Regions from separate parts of the Arachis hypogaea genome. Here region 1 is linked to region 2. The links are chromatin contacts, called in public Hi-C maps. All regions are on one chromosome and are shown on one strand. Each heading gives the region's core, a stretch centred on a gene start, on an enhancer-like site or on the middle of the called end of the contact. The rest is flanking DNA. Distances are from core to core; before and after follow the strand shown.

Evidence for each region. A called contact is a pair of places that touch in the nucleus more often than the background predicts.
Region 1: a Hi-C map of an unstated tissue shows a contact between it and region 2, with 4 times the contacts expected there. The contact joins the promoter of LOC112777622 here to the promoter of LOC112775195 in region 2. A contact is called at or near these places in 2 of 8 Hi-C or Micro-C datasets (leaf and an unstated tissue).

Annotation. Positions count from the first base shown.
Region 1 is chr19:55,852,638-55,856,977 of arahy.Tifrunner.gnm2.J5K5, reverse strand. LOC112777622 reads right to left here and starts at 2,294. Exons shown (of 8, transcript XM_072227407.1): 1 at 1,911-2,294; 2 at 1,692-1,835; 3 at 874-941; 4 at 734-784; 5 at 567-626; 6 at 10-468. The coding sequence starts at 2,037.
Region 2 is chr19:55,687,958-55,691,969 of arahy.Tifrunner.gnm2.J5K5, reverse strand. LOC112775195 (serine/threonine-protein phosphatase PP1) reads left to right here and starts at 1,750. Exons shown (of 4, transcript XR_003189485.3): 1 at 1,750-2,478.

The sequences.
Region 1 (4,340 bases), core at 1,045-3,544, 160 kb before region 2:
ATTGCAGACCTTAGTGGGTGGCTGCAGATCAGCAACAGATGATTGATTATCCGAACTACTTCCCTCACTCTTGTCAAAACTGCTATCCTCTTCTTGACTCAATCGCAGTGCCCCATTATTGAATTTGTCAGTTAATTCAGAGGGTGATGCATTATTCTTTGGCATAGATCTTGTCCGTGATCGTAAATTATAAGATCTTGCATTTTCTGTCTCCTCATGTGTATTATTCCAAGAAGTGCTAGGGGAATTCTGATCCTTCTTTGAGAACTGAGTAGCTGCTGCTCGTGCCCCAGCTATGGCTGCACTTATACTTGATGATTTGTCCACTTCAGCTGCTTTTACATTGGGAGTAAGCGTGGCAATACAACCTGGCTTTAGCGAAAACATATCTCGTGGATCTGGAAGTGGAAATTTCACTGGCAATGGACCTTTCACTGGTGATAAACCTCTAACTGCAGCATCATGGATCTTCAAATAAGCAAGGAAAAAAAATAAGAATCAATCTCCATTCATTCAAACAAAAAGCTCAGAAATTATGTGGATATTTTAAACCATATTAGTATTACCTTCCTCTCCAAGTTATAAACACCTTGGTATCCCCGCATCTCAAAAGGAATCAACAATTTCTGTATAAATAGCAGAGAAAAATACACATTGTTGAGCAAAGAAAGAACAGTTATCAATTTACAATGATCTGGATTGCACAGTACAACAATAACAGAACAGCACCAACCTGTGGTTGTTCACATAGCCAACAGTAATCAGTTTGTGCTTCTAGCCTTACCTGAGTGCAAAATGTGATAAACTTATTCAATATAATCAGAATAATTTTGAATCAAATTCAATTAGAAAAAAGGGGTTGGTAGTTAGTACCCCTTCAGGAACCATGTCCCAGCCAGCAAGCTCCTCACGCTTTAAACAGCCAACAACTTCGACACATCCTGCATCAAACAATCAAGTGTGAGATAAAAAAAAATTCAAATAAAAGTTGAGCTAATACAATATATGGATTTTATTTTTATGTCCTGCCACTCCATCGTTTCAAGAAAGTTTGACACTAATAAACAATCAAGTACTGTCATATGGCAAACAACAATGCTATATTGAAACAAAAAATTAGCTACCAAATCAGTCATCATATATTTTTGTATATTTATGCATGCAGCATGTTGCCTAACATATTTTTCCAATAAAATAATCAGCTAACAAAATATCAAACTAATTATAATAAAATAATCAAACTTATGATAGCAAAATCATCAAATTTTTTTACAGCACCATAATCAAAGTTTTTCTTGAACACCAAATATGTATTCCACTGAATGGTGCTGAATTTTTGGATACATGAAGCATGGTTGTATCCCAAATATTTGACAAAACAAGTTTTACAAGACTCTATCTAATTGGATGGCATTATAAAACAGAGTAATGTTAGGAAACCAACTTTTCGGCCAACATCAGCCAATTTTTTAAAAATTATCTTGTTTATATCAAATTCTAGACCATAAATCATGAACCATTAATCCTAAATTATAAACCAAGCCCTAAAATTGGCTAATATAAGCTAACTAAAAGTTGGTTCCTATGAATTCTCTAAAAAACACTCATTTATACCCTGTAAGAGCAGGTGCAGACAGTTCTTTAACCTATTACATAGAATAAGGGGTTGTTGCGGTGGTGGTGGTGCATACCAAGAAGCCTAGAAACGGGGTAGTGTTCAGGGAACTTGATGTCAGTGACGCCATTGATGGCATAAATCTCTTTGTAGAAGTACTCCATTGCTTTGATAGTGGACTCATCTGGGACCTTACTAGCAGCATGAATCCAGAGACGACCTTAACAATAAAAAATCACAATAATAAATTTACTTATTAGAACTTTATAGAAAAAGAGGTTAGTTAGTTACTTACCAGTGATGGGAGAAGGCCAGGACCTGCCCTCGACGTGCTTGATGCCATAAACGAGAAGAGAGGCCCAAGGCTGGTGCATAGTGAGACATGGGTTTCGGTAATTGCCAGAGTTGTTCCCTTTTCTCATAGCTATTCTCTTTTCGATTCAATTCCCAAACAGAATAGAACTTAGAACAAACCTCACTCTACTATGAGATCTCTTTCTGACTTCGTACTTGTCTTCTACTCCCTATTGTTTGGGACCTTGGGGTCTTCAAACTCCATCAGTTTCAACAAAGAAAACAATCTTAATTGAAAATCCAATTTTAACCCTTCCTTTTTCTATTTCCTTACAAATCCCTCTTCTTTTCTCTTTTAAATTTTAAATTTTAAAACGTAAATAAAAACCCTAATTTTAAGTTTTTAACTAATCTTGTTTCGGTTGCAGTCAATATGTCATGCTATTTTTTAGGGGTTTTTTATAAATAAATAAAACTAAATATCTTATTTATGTATAATTTGAGAGGTATTTACTTATTATTTATCTTATTTACTTATTATTTATCTTTCGTGGATTTTAGACGTATGTTTCAATCAAGTTAATTAAAATTTAAATTTAAAATCAGAATAGAATTTTGAAAAAAAATTAATAACCGAAAAAATTAACAATTAAAAAATTTTAAAATCATATACATTTTATAATTTTAAACTTTTGAAATAGAATAAATATATTTTAAATTTTTTTATCTAAAAGTAATATTCTATCAATGTTAGAATTATTTAGATAAATAAATAATAATGAATATCGAATTATTTTAGATAGAATTATTGACTTATATAGGTGAGCTTCGAAAAAAAAAATTTTTTTAAGTTATCTTTTTTAAAAAATCTTATAAAAAAGTAAAAGTAATTTTATGTTGGAATATGTCATGCAAAAAGATTTTTTTGTTTATCAACTATGTTTGGGTATAACCATATAAAAGTACTTTTTTGTTTATTTATTACGCGAAAAATATCTTTTTATAAAAAAATATCTTTTAAAAAAAATGTAAAGAATTGTTTGGACGCCATTTTTAAAAAGATCTTTATAAAAATAAAAGTGATTTTATGTTTGGATATCTCATATAAAAAAACTTTTTTATCAATTAATTATTTTTGGGTAAAATAAGATAACAGTACTTTTTTGTTTATTTATTTTTGAGCTTGTTTGGGTAAGCTTCTAAGAAAATATCTTTTTTCGAGTTATCTTTTTTTAAAAGATTTTATTGAAAAAGTAAAAGTAATTTTATGTTTGGGTATCTCATGCAAAAAACTCTTTTTATTTATCAATTATGTTTGGGTAGAATAACATAAAAGTACTTTTTGTTTATTTATTACATAAAAAATATCTTTTTTTAAGAGAAAAAAGATCTTTTAAAAAAAGATATAAATTACAGCTTCTCAAAAAAGATATTTTTTTTTATTTTTCTAGTGCTTTTAATTTTACTATCAGAATTTTGTCAAACACGCTAAAAAATAAAAAAAAATATTTTTTTAATTGAAAAAAATCTTTTTTTATCAAAATAATGGCACCCAAACAAGCACTATTATATGAAAAACATTTTTTTAAGAAAAAAAATCTTTTAAAAAAAAGATGTAAATTGTAGCTTTTCAAGAAAGATGTTTTTTTTTTTTTATTTTTCTAGTACTTTTATTTTTAATATTAGAAATTTGTCAAACACACTAAAAAATAAAAAAAAGATTTTTTATTAAAAAAAATATATCAATTAATAGCGCCCAAGCACTAAATTGTAACTTCTCAAAAAATATGTTTTTTTTTATTTTCTAGTGCTTTTATTTTTACTACTAAAAATTTATTAAATACACTAAAATATAAAAAAGATCTTTTTTTTCAATTTTTCATTAAAAAATAATTTTTTTATTAACTTAACGGCGTGCAAACAAGACCATAACTAAGAGTAAATCTTTTTATTAGAAAATATAAATTTAAAAATATTAAATTTAATTTTGATAGTCGACCTCAAATTGAATTATTCTATGTTCAAAATATTTTTAAATAAATAAAATAATTTTAGCATATAATTTTTTTTAAATTCAATTAATTCAAGATATTTGTTGTCATCAATTAAAAAAGTAAATTAAAATAATAATTTAATATTTTTATATTTTTAAAATATTATTTTTTAATATTTTTTATTATCTAATGATCATATTAATATGATCTAATTTAATAAAATTATTTATCATTATTTAATTGAATAAAAATTTTATTTTATTTAGAGTACCTTTATTTGATTAATTTTTGTATTAGTTGATTCATTAATTATGTGCTAAAATAGAGCAAATAAAAATTAAAGTTCAAATATAAAATTAAAAACAAAATAAAAAAATTTTATATAAAAATAGGCAAAAAAAATAGTTAAATAGCATTTTTTCCGGATATACTAATTG
Region 2 (4,012 bases), core at 501-3,000:
GTTTAAAAAGCAAAAAATGCATACTTCAAATGTATATATGTCAATGTATGTATCAAACAATGCATATAGTAGTTGTACATATTTTGTATAACTTGTTAAAAAAGCAAACAATGCTTCTTTCAAATGTATATGTGTCAATGTTAATGTATATATCTATTCTTAATATCAATGTATGTATCAAATGTTAATAATTATATATCTGTTGGAACTGTCTGGTTGCTGTTTTATTCCAGGTTCTCAGTGATTGCAATTACTGTATTTACCAATACATTAGAACTCCAAAAGAACACAGTGAACAGAAATTAATACACTGGGCGAACCGAAAGTTATAAATACACTGAACCCCTAAACCCTGAACCCTAAACCCTAAACTCTAAACACTAAAACGAGAACCCTGAACACTGATTCCGGCTTCTTTGTGGGTTTCAATGGTGCGACGCACGAACATGCTAAGCTCCCTGTATTGTTTGAGCATCTCAACCTGGTCTGGACAACAAGGATGTGAGTAATTCAAAACAACTTTGGAAATTGTCCAAAGACCAACATCCTTCATTATGTGTATGTAAATTCTGGCCGGACAATTTAACCCAGCTGAAAGGTTTGTCTTCAAACTTAGAAATATCTTTGACTTCCACCTCCCCTCTCTAGAGCATACAATTAGTTGATTCTTAATCTTGTCTCCATCCCGAGTTGTGTTCCTTATTTTAGTAGAAAAACCGGCAAGTTTGGAATAATGTTTGTAGAACTTTCCAGCTTCTTCTAATGTCTTGAAAATCATTCCCACCTTTGGAACAAATTTTTCATCCACAACACAGCTGGTCTGCATAGTGAACCGAAATCTTAATTATGGTGAACCGAAATCTTAATTACGGTGAAACAATTATATAGTGCTTAGGGAATAAAACAGAATATATTCGTCCAATTTTTTTTAGACTCCTTTCTACTTACCGAACCGAAAATATGAACATGGTGAATCAACTCTTTATTACTCACCGAACCGAAAAGTTACTCACAATTACTCACAGTTAGTCACAGTTACTCACACTCACAGTTACATATTATCAATTCAATTCAATTCAATTCAGATAAAGATCACCTCAATCCATTCAATTCTCTTCAAATAAAATTAGCAATTTCATTCCATTGAATTAGATTCAAAATTCAATAATCCAAACCTCATCAAATTGATATGTTTTGGAAGAATTGTCCAAATCACACTCATTCAATTGATTTGAAGTTGATTCATTCATTGTTTCAATTTAGAAGTGCAGATCGAAAAAGAAAATGAAGAAAAAGATGAACGACGAAGCTAATTACGTTGAAGTCAATCCAAATCTATAATGCAGAGAAGAAAAAAGCGAATAAAGGACAACGAATTTAATTAGGTTGAAGAAGAAGAAGGAAAACAGAAGAAGAAGAAGAAGAAGAAGAAGAAGAAGAAGAAGAAGAAGAACGCGAAAAAGGTTGACGTTGTATGGAAAGGTTTACGTTGAGAAAGGTTAGTGACGCAGAATAAGGATTAGGTTATATATGTTAGGATTAGGCGCCTGTCACACAAACGAATGTGTGGGACGTGGAGTGAAAAAAATTTGGATAACATCCATATAATTTTTACATAGATGTAAAGTTTTTCCATTAGTTAAATATGCTCTTACTAGTCCGAATTAAATATAGATGAAAAATACCATAAAAATATATTTGTAATCTTACTCTTTTGGATCTAAGAGATCCTATTCACGAATGAAAATTATTCTTGTGCACCGTAAAAAAAAAAAAAAAAAAAAAAAAATAATAATAATAATAATAATAATAATAATAATCCACATACCCCCATTCCACTAGTCTCTCTCCCCGTCTTTTCTTTAACCTACTCAACAAAAATCCCAATCCCCGCTTTCCCTTTTCCAATTCATTCCCCCTCTCGATAATTCACAATTTAGATTCTAGAAACCCAACCTGACTTCTTCCTCCCCCGTTTTTTGGTTTTCTTCGTCCTCACCCACCAATGTCCAAATCCCTCCCTTCTTCCCCTCCGATCCCAAAACGGCAACCCCCTCCCACCAAAACGACACCGCTCTGATTCCTCCTCCACCGTCTCCTTTTGCATGCTATCATTATCATTATTACTATTAGTATTATAGTTATCTGCTCACTCGCTCCACTCCTATTCATCATCGTCATCATCAAATCCGACCCTTTCCATTACCACCAACACCGCATTCAAAGCCAATAAAAAATTAGATAAACAAATTGAAAAAGAAAAGGCGTTGACTTTTTTTTAGGGTTTGGTGGTGAAGAAGAAAATGGAGCAAGCGGTTGTGGACGACATAATAAACCGATTGCTGGAAGTTCGGGGGAGGCCGGGGAAGCAGGTGCAGCTCTCGGAATCGGAGATCAAGCAGCTGTGTGCCGCTTCCAGAGAGATTTTCTTGCAGCAGCCCAATTTGTTGGAGCTTGAAGCCCCCATTAAGATTTGCGGTAAACTTAATTTAGTTTTTGGTTATGAGATCTGTGCTTCAAATCTTGGGTCCCACGGGGTTTTCTTCGCGTTTTGGGTCCGTTATGATCTGAGTGACTTTTTTATGTTGTTTGGTGATTCTGGAAAGTTGGTTTGATTGTTTGGCTGCTACATGAACCTTTTTTATTTTGTTGTTTTTGGGTGGTTATCTGTGGGTTTTTTTTATTACAAATTTGCTATCTAAATTGCATGTTTCTGTTTTCTCTCTGTGTGTTGTAAATTGGTTTACCAGTGAAGTTTTGTGAAGTATAGGTTTGACTGAACTTTGTCTAGTGTTTTTCTTTGTCCTTGATGACGTTGTGGCTCTGGTAATACGGTTAAATTTGTGATTAAGATGTATAATTGCTCTAACTTTGGCGCTAAACCCTATTGATGATATTATAGAGATGCCTCTCATATGAGCATGGCGGGGTTTGACATATTAAGCCTTGTTTGTTTTTTGGTTTTTGTTTTTGTGTGTGAACTGGAAATTAAATAGTTTAGACGTTAGACTTGGTTAAAATATGTGGCAATCTAACTATAGCCGGATGCTAAAGGTAAGGATATACAGCAACGTAAACTGAACACGAGTTAATTCAATTAAAGATTTTAAAGTAAGATGTTGGAAAGCCTCTCAGTTGTTGAAGTTGTAGAAGTATTATTGGGAGTGAAAGAAACATTGGATACCTTTTATTAGGGTTTTTTTTTTTTTTTTTTTTTTTTTTTTTTTTTTTTTTTTTTTTTCAAAGTTTACACAGATGGTATTACCATCCCCTCACACTCTTTCTGTTTTACACCATAGCCTTAAGATACAACAGCATCATTTGATCCGGTTAGCTCCTTATCTGACAAGGCTTTTTGTTGCTGTACACCTTAGCTATGAGCTTCTTTTGCATTCTCTATATCATTTCCTGCTTAGATTAAGCTTGCCTAGCAGATGCAGTTTGAAGTGTCGTTAAAAAGACACTCAATTTGTATCCTCCAACATGTAAAAGTCAAAGTATGCACTTCCTTGCTCTTGTGAAAAACTTGACTTTGAGAACTCAAATGATGTATTATGATCCTTTATTTATAAGTTCCAAGTTCCAACTTTTCCATTTCAGGAATGATATATCTGCTTTTATAGGATTGTGTAATATATTTATTATTTAAGCTAAGTAGCTAACTACTTTGGCACATAAAATTTATTTCTTTTACATAAAAGTGATGTTATCTTGTTAGCCGGATGCTTTGTTTTTGCTTCATATTATGCTTACCAGTAAACCCCAGGTTAGAATTTAAGTATTGGGACAAAACAGATACATTGTTATTTGTTATTGCTGAATTCTACAACAATAAAAATTGCAGCTAAGCTTTTTCCCACTGCATGGGGTTGGCTACAACGGTCATGATTATATAATGCAATGCTAGTGTCCTATTGCATAGTATACCAGTGTACAAATCATTTAAATATAAATCTTATCCTTTTTTAATGGTTTCAGTAATATATATTTTTTTAATCTCTACCACTGGTTA